Regions from separate parts of the Zea mays genome. Here regions 2 and 3 are each linked to region 1. Evidence: chromatin contacts called from public Hi-C data. All regions are on one chromosome and are shown on one strand. The core of a region is the stretch at or near the end of the contact, and the rest is flanking DNA. Distances in the headings are between cores, read along the strand shown. Region 1 holds the start of LOC103643674 (fructokinase-like 2, chloroplastic). Region 2 holds the start of LOC100277881. Region 3 overlaps LOC103643672.

The links. A called contact is a pair of places that touch in the nucleus more often than the background predicts.
Region 2: a contact with region 1 is called in a Hi-C map of ear, with 1.9 times the contacts expected there. The contact joins the promoter of LOC100277881 here to the promoter of LOC103643674 in region 1. A contact is called at or near these places in 2 of 25 Hi-C or Micro-C datasets (ear and tassel).
Region 3: a contact with region 1 is called in a Hi-C map of leaf, with 5 times the contacts expected there. The contact joins the enhancer-like site here to the promoter of LOC103643674 in region 1. A contact is called at or near these places in 14 of 25 Hi-C or Micro-C datasets (bundle sheath, ear, endosperm and 5 more) and 1 of 3 datasets of contacts at active chromatin or transcription factors (leaf).

The regions. Positions count from the first base shown.
Region 1 is chr1:255,229,509-255,232,208 of Zm-B73-REFERENCE-NAM-5.0, forward strand. It overlaps LOC103643674 (fructokinase-like 2, chloroplastic), which reads left to right and starts at 1,416. Exons shown (of 5, transcript XM_008666858.3): 1 at 1,416-2,241; 2 at 2,473-2,700. The coding sequence starts at 1,736. It overlaps LOC103643675 (a long non-coding RNA gene), which reads right to left and starts at 2,012. Exons shown (of 4, transcript XR_004855532.1): 1 at 1,849-2,012; 2 at 155-1,417.
Region 2 is chr1:255,413,683-255,416,473 of Zm-B73-REFERENCE-NAM-5.0, forward strand. It overlaps LOC100277881, which reads left to right and starts at 1,326. Exons shown (of 2, transcript NM_001372526.1): 1 at 1,326-1,458; 2 at 1,538-2,312. The coding sequence starts at 1,570. The coding sequence ends at 2,148.
Region 3 is chr1:255,012,737-255,015,436 of Zm-B73-REFERENCE-NAM-5.0, forward strand. It overlaps LOC103643672, which reads left to right. Exons shown (of 10, transcript XM_035964306.1): 10 at 1-268. Among protein-coding and RNA genes, the nearest start is that of LOC103645455, 18 kb to the left of the region's middle. Within about 2 kb of position 1,360, at least 19 of the 20 cell types and tissues checked have an H3K27ac peak or open chromatin away from gene starts, as enhancers often do. A contact at or near this core is called in bundle sheath, ear, endosperm and 5 more, where this site is marked.

The DNA of each region.
Region 1 (2,700 bases), core at 166-2,665:
GAAAGAGAGAAAAAAACAAGGGCAAAAGCTTAAGGCTTTGGTTCAAAAAAACATCCCCATCTTTTATTTGCTTCAACAATGCATCACAAACCTTTGTATATCAACATCAAATCTACCATTGCATGTGGGATTGACACACTCACACACATCCCACCTTGAAATCCTTTTTCCTGGATGGTTCAAGTAACATACTAGTACATGTGAAGCAATAATGCTCCCTTGACAATTCTCCCTTCTGATGGATGACACACCAGAAAGAAGCTGAGGGTTCTGTTAAGAATATTTAGAAGGGTCAACAATATTCTCAACGAAGGAATCTCTGCCAGTTCCATTAAGCCATAAAATTGAGTTAAATCTTCCCTTCAAGCTTAGTGTGATGTTCTTGTTTAGCTCTGCTTGATTCCTTTTTTCCTGTACAGTTTTTTTTGGGTTCTTATTCTTCTCTGTTAATAGAAGAGATCTCCAACTGTTCTGTTCAAAAAGTTCTCTGCCAGTTCCATGTAAGACACTTGAGTATTGCTCAGAGGCTATATAAACCCAGATTGTAGCCTATGCAATGTGAATAGATCCCCTGCCATGTACACACAATGTGAGAAACAGAGGTTAAGGCACCTGCGAGATACATCATTCACTATATATGCTCCTCGATTTACAGTTTCACCTGCACTTCTGCATATAATTGTATTCATGGATAAGCTTCTTTCTATCTCAAGTATCTTTAACGACTGCACCCAGCACAGGAATCAACCTTTGAAGCTCTTCCTCCTCTGAGAGCCTTGTTGCAAAATGGCACGTGGATCGAGTGCCAATGCCAACTGTATCTGCATGTTCAGATGTTAGCAATTTGACCTCAGAAAAACAGCATCCACTCAAGAATTTCCACCTGTCACTAAAGATATCTGGCTTCAGATTATGTCTATGAGGCCATGACCCACAGGCAACACTATTATTAGGCCTTCTTTTATGATCAAACAAAGGCTCTCCATGAAGGTTCTTCCACAGTTTAAAGTGCACATTTCAGCATATTGAGAGAATGCCAACTTTGCATTGATCCAAGGATCAAGAGATCCTAGAAGATCCATCAAAAGGAGCTAGAAAAAAAAATGCTCTCTCATATTTCCGTTCGTTTGATGCTTATCATAAAATATCACATCCAGATCAACTGGTCTGGGACTATATCTTCATCAGTTTGGCATAAATCGTAATCATGTCGTCCAAGCTTGGTTGTCCATCTTACAACAGAATATATGAACAGTGGTTGATCAGGTGCTGTACTGATTGTGTATCATCCACGTTGCTCCCTAAAGCAACGACAATCTCTTGCCCTTGGGAGCTTGCAAAGACATAGGATTCCACAGATGAATGGTGCCTCGGGAAATGCACGCCCGCCCTTGTTAAGGACCCAACAAGCTCGGTACTGCCAACATGAGAGGAAAATTAGCAAACTGTTTTATATCAGAATGAGCATTTGAAGCTAAACAATCCTTTGAAACGGAAATCTGAAGTAGAGTAGCTTCATTTCCACATCTGTAGCACTGTGGCAGTAGACATGAGGAGACCAAGAGCAGGGGGGAAGATAGGATTCCAACAGAGCAACAGTGGCCGGTGCTGGAAATTGAAAAGTCGGAGCCGGACAAGTATGGCGGAACCACTGTGACCTCGAGGCGAGAATACGACAGGATTCTTTTCGGTAAACAACAACGACAACAATAACCGCTAAAACTAGTTGGGAAAAATGGTGGCAAGCAGCATAGGAATCAAGGGTTCTACAACAAATGTCAGCATGGATGTGAGAAGATACAACTCGATGCCATTCCATTATACGGGGGAAGAAGAAGAGATCGGTACCTCCCGAGCGAAAAAAATTGGACTGGGGAAGTGCGGAGGAGGCCCGATTTCATTTGATTTGAGGCGGCGCAGGCACAGAGGAGAGCGCTGCGCCATGCGCCGACTGGGGAGGAAAACAACAGGTTACGCGAACAGAATAAGAAAGCGAATTAATGGAATACGCCTTTTCTGGTATGACGTTTCTACCCCTTATCCTCATAACTATGGGCCAAAGTGTAATTTGCTCCGGCCAAATCTCCGTTCCCCTCCTTGTCCCCTGGGGTTTTGCTGTTCCTCGTTGCTGAGCAGTGATTGGAGGGGCTACCGGGATTTTTGCTACTTGCCTCCATTGATGGCTTATCTTCTTCTCCATCCTCAGTTCACTTGCTCCCAGCCCCCTTCTCATCGATTGAGGTAATCTCTCAACATAGTGAATCCGTTGCTGTATATCCCAATTATCAATGCGAGTCCGCGTGAAACATGCCGTTTCCCCCCGTATGGTCGCTGCAGTCTGTGGTGCGATAGAGGAGATTAGGAGCCAGAATTGTGTCTTTGTTCATTCTGGGACTAGAAATGCGGCTCTGTCCTGTGATTCATGGACCTGGATATTGTCTGGTCAAGTCATTTGGATTGTGTTGTGCGCAGGGGTCAAATACATTACAAGACAAACAATATGGGGAAGAACATGGCTAAATCTACAGTGAGTTTGCTTAACCGCAGTGCTAATTTTGCATCAAGGACTTCACAAGATGCCGTGGATGGGTTAAGCGATGAAAGTGACGGTGAAACCTCAACAAAAAAGAAGAGAACCCCAAGACGTGGAAGAAAGAAAGCCACCGTTGAAACATCGAGAGATGTAGGAGAAGAAATCGA
Region 2 (2,791 bases), core at 76-2,575, 180 kb after region 1:
TGAAGATGGCGGTGCTGAGGCCGACGTAGCCCTTGAGCAGGCCGGAGATGGGGCCCCTGCTCCAGCGGAAGTTGCGGATGCAGGTGATTCGCCGCGGAGGGGAATCGCGGCAGGGGTCGGTTGCGCTTGCGCGTGATCTGCGGGCGGGGAATCGCGGCGTTCGGTTGCGGCGATTTTTGCGGGGGCTGGGCGCGTGGTAGCGGGAGGATGTGGTAGCGGCGGGGGCAGTCTACAATCCGCTCTTAATAGTTGTAGAGATAATATCCTATTTGTTGACACCGATCAATTACTGTAATGAGTATCGACGGCGGTGCATAGAGTCGCGAACGGTTCGCGATTGAGGATCGGACGATTCGCGGTCTAAAACAGAAGCTAGGGTTTCTACCCGACAATCCGGATGGTTCGCACCTGGTGGCGGGACGGTCGCGTGTATACAGAGGCGATGGAGTTCACCAACAGCATCTGAATCTCACTCCAAGGTGGGACTCTGTCGAGGAGGAGAGATCCTAGGGTTTGGTTTATCTTGAGATTGACAGGTCACACAAGACGCCTCTAAACGACGTAAAACTGGAGAGAGGCAAAGATTAGAAGAAGGAGTCTATATTACTGTCTACTCCTATGGCAAAAAGTAAACAACGAAAGATAAATTAATTGTTTGATCGATTGTTGGTTCCTTAATCGACCTACCTCTTCAAATATATAAGAGGACGTCTAGACCTGTTTCTAGGCGTTCTCTAACAGCTCCCGCGGAATTAGATGAATAAACACACGAGGAGGTAGGCCAGAGTTTTAATCTTTGATCTTATCTAATCGTGGACCGTCCATGCAGTCGTTCCATAACCAATACCACAAATAATACAACACTATTCTTAAAATCTATAGTGTAAAATTTAGAACACGTTATCACACCTACGTTCACATGCATGCACACCAGCACTGTCGGTGAGACAGTGAATGCACTGCGTTGCCGTTGCATGTCCGGCCCGCCGAGGGAAGCAGTGCAGGCGTAGTACACGGCACCGGTGCTGTGGCTCTCGGCTGCCTCTGGCCATGTGGGGCCCACAATTGCGTGGGGGCCCATCCAGCGGCTAAACTAGGCCCCTGCCATCTGCCAATGCGGTCTGCTCCGGGAGGGGCAGCTCATGCATTGCACAGGATCATTCATGCCACTGCTCTTGTTCGGCCTGCCGAGCTTAAGGGGCCAGGGGCCAGCCCAAATATTCTCTCCATGCATCATTGCATTTTCTGCAGCCAAGAATTGACCAAGTTTTTTAGGTCTATATAAACCCCCCCACCCCTGCACTCACTCCCCACTCCCAAAACTTGCTTTTCCCTCTTGCTCTCTCTGTCTGTCTCATGCTGCATGCGTGCTGGCTTCAGGCAGCTTCTATGATCACTGACTGAACAAGAATCTGATCCGCTTCACTGAACAAGGAGAAAAAAAAGGGAGAGAACAAGGTAGAGTACAACAAACATATTTTGATCCGGTGGATTACTGATTGGTGATCTCTGCATCTTGCACCTTCAATTCTGGCAGAGGACTGAGAGCAAGGACAGAGGGCGGTGCAGATGGAGAAGCCGTTTGTGAGCCACTGCGACATGGAGATGGAGCTCGTGAAGATGGCCATGCTCAGGCACGAAGAGACCTTCAGGCAGCAGGTCCACGAGCTGCACCGGCTGTACCGGGTGCAGAAGCAGCTGATGGGCGGCCTGTCCAGGCCGTCGTCGGAACTCATCAGCTGCCGGCGGCGCCAGACCAGGCGGCGCAGGCAGCCGCGGCGCCGCGCGCTGGACCTGCAACTGCACCACCACCTCCCCGCCGTCGTCATCGCGCCACCGCCAGCGGAGGACGCCGGGCTGGAGCTGACGCTAGCCATCGGCGGTGGCGGCCGGTGCCGGAGGAGGCGCCAAGACGAGATTGAGACTAGCACGGGCACCGCTACGACCCCCTTAGGCTCGGGCTCGGACATCTCCGGGGGGAGCCTGCTGACGACGGCGGCGTCGTCCACGGACACCGGTGGTGGGTCGCCACCGTACCAGAGGGCAGTGCCGGCGTTTCGTCGTCTCCAGGAAGCGGCGGCGGCCAAGCAGCCACCGCGGTCGCCATGGCTCGTGCAGTGCGTCAGCGGCGGCCTTGAGATGGCGTGAGGTGGTCAATGCGTTTGGTTCTTGATTAGGATTCCAAGTTTGCGTAGTTGTTGGTTGTACTTGTACGAGAGGATGCAGCCATGCAGCTGCTAGTGGGTAGCCTTGTAGGCTGTACTAGCATGCATGTCAGGCAGCCGGTTTAACGATTAGTATCTCGCTTGACCAATTGCCGATTTGTGAAATTGTGTGTGATTTAAAATTAGTTTTGTGATTAGGAGGAGATGAGGGGAAAATTTTGGTGCAGCCGGCTGCAAACTAGAATGTTTACGGCACCTCTCAAAAAAGGAGGATAGGCCCACCTGCATGTCTATCAGGTAATATTTTAATTGTGTTGTTGCTTCTGTGGATGAGGTCTATCCTTCTTTTTTGAAGGGCTGCAAAGTTTACAGCCGGCTGCATCAAATTTTTTTCCGAGATAGAGATAATCATTTTAAGCTTTCGTAATCATTAATCTCCTTCATTTGCCTATTCTAGCGTGATGCGATGCCATGAGATCTAAGTTGACCGGATACTTGCAGGTTACCTTTGATTTACATGTAAGCGAATGCAAAAGCAAGAGTGTCAGGTTTAACATCACCAAGTAACCCCGTAATAATTTAGTAAAAGCAACACCACATTTTGCATAACCCCACTGCACCTTGCG
Region 3 (2,700 bases), core at 110-2,609, 220 kb before region 1:
CTGTACGAGTACACAAATCTGATGAATGGATTCAGCTAAAATGTCATAGAATGGACCCGGAATTTATGCTCTTTTTTTGTGCTCTCTCAGCATGTGCTAGCTGGTTAAGTACTAGCATTGCTATTGGGCGCTATTTTGTATGCTTGTTCTGCTGTCTTTTGGATGTAAACGAACAAGTTTGCATGCTTGTTCTGCTATTGGATAAGAAGTATTAGCATTGCTATTTGCATGCTTGTTCTGCTGGTTAAGAAGTTAAGAAGTATTAGCATGTGACTTGTGGAGATGTGCATGCTTGTTCCGCTCGCACTGCTTGCTTGTTTGCAACCTGCAGCAATCTGTGCCAAACGGACACAGGGCACGACAGGCAGTGCAGGTAAATGCCTCCGCCGGTTGTGGCTGGCCTGGCCGGTGTGGGCTGTCAACTGGCTGCCGAACAGAGGCCTTACCGGTTTCCAGAAGACATGAAGAAAATGAGTCTAGTCAGAATATTTGCTTCTAATGATTCACGCATTTTCTACGAGTGGCAACTCGGTTCATACATCAGAATTGAAATCACCCAACCGAACTAGCGGTTATTGTTTGGTGGTTTTAACAAACCAAAAAAAAAAAACTTTGGCTGTGCTACTATAGAGGGGAATGTTTCTGTTTGAAAGGTGACAATGATATCGTATTTTCTTGTCAAGTCATTATGAATAATAACTAATTTTTCTGTTTGAAAGGTTACGTTACGCTAGCCTAATTGTTTTTCTTGTCTAGTCATTACCCGCCGGCGCGCTAGGTTAGAAGGGTGTGGCCTCCGTGCTGGTGGGCCGTAGTGCTGGCCTGCTGGGCTACTCTGTCAAGTGAAGTGTTTTGTGGGCTGCCTTGGAGGGAGTTTTTCTTTGAGCCGTGCTGTTGGCGTGGGCCTGTGGTAGGGAAACACGACGAAACCGTGGAGGGTCGCGGTGGTGTTGCAAACTTGCAAATGCACACCCGTTATTCGGTGCGGCGGATTCTTGCGCTGTAAGAAGAAAAAAACCAACACCAAAATTTTCAAAAATAAATAAATACATAAAACCGAAACCGAAAAGTCGAAAAACCATAAAAATAGTCAGACTGTTGATTCTTTGTTTTAGGATAAACTTTGAATCGCGGTCAGACTGTTGGGCTGCTCTTCACCTGTAGCTGTTTAGATTATTATTACTGTAATCTATAAAGACAAAATACTATAGAAAGCAGTAGTCGTCGTCGTTGGATTAAAGCCGGCAGCGAAGATGGTGTGTAATTGTTTTAGAATGGAAGGAGCGGTATGGAAATGCATCCCGGTGGACGCATGGTGGGTCGACAGGTGTGCATGCTGCTACCGGCAGGTCTTGCACGTGTGCGGAGGCAGACAGAGGCAGGTGGGCAGGCTGGAGTCCTGAACTGAATGCGGCCGGATTGGATTGCTGGTTGCCTCGGGCGGGGAATCCGCGGTTCGCACCCGCACGGGTGGGCGGTTGCCTGCCTGCCTGCCTCTGAGAGATTCCCTCCGATCCAGTCCATCCGCTGCGGTGCCAGTGGGCGGCGAGGTCACCGAGGAGATGGAGATCCGTCGCTGCCCATCCATCCATCCATCTCGTCGCCCCAGTGAGCAGTCCCAGGGTGGGGTGGGGTGGTCCGGACAGCCGCACGTGTGGGCGCGGTCGCTGCCCTGAATTGAGCAGAGCAGGAGCAGGAGCAGGAGTGATCCGTCCACTGTGGGTTCGAGGTTCGAGGCCGCCCGTGTGCTTGCTTGCTTGCGTTGCGCACTGCATCGTTTGACCGGGGACAATCTTTCTCTTCCTTGTTCGTCGCCACATCTTGTAACTGAAGCCTACTGCATGCCCCTAGTATCTACTACCGTCGTCACTCGTCGTTACTCGTTCCCTAGTTAAACATGGTTCACAATTAATTAATTGTAGCACCATCTTATCACATAAATGCTGCTACACGTGCGACCCGAGTGGTAGATTTAGGATGTGTTTAGTTGCAGGATAGCTAGAGACGGACAAGATAAAGACGTCCCCTGTCGTTCTCTCTCGTCCTAGGACAACTGAGGACAACATTGAGATAGTTCTGTTCCAATATCTGATCCTGAACCAAACAACTTTATTTAATGGATCGTACTATCACATCCTGTCCTATCATTACAACCAAACACACCCTAAATACAACCAGAGTCATCTAATTGCTCATGATTTATTAGTTAATAAAAACAAGATTCAATAACGATTATAGATTATTGTTGGTCATACGAATGGGTCGTATATGAAGCACTTTTGTTATCACACGAACAACCCATCCCAAGTGCAGTAGGCTACAACCTTATCCCTCTTTCTCTCACGGTTGCAGAATAGCTAAGGTCTAGTTTGGATACTTTGGGATTAGAGTGTTTTAAAGGGATTGGAGATGGTGTAAATCTCCAATAGATCAAATATTCTCTCAACACATATCAATTCACTCCAATTTCATTTATTACTAGAGTACCCAAACTAGCCTCTCTGATAGGGGTTAAAACATACAACCGCAAAAACGAGTCATGACTTGTCAGCACGAAAACAATATAACATGTGGGTATTGCGGTAATACCAACGCAAGAACCTCACTCGTGCGTGTGTTCACTTCGCTAGCTACTCTGCTTTCTTCTGTCTTAAGGTTTCGTCGCTGGCTCGCTAGTATGTACGCGTACCAGTACCATCG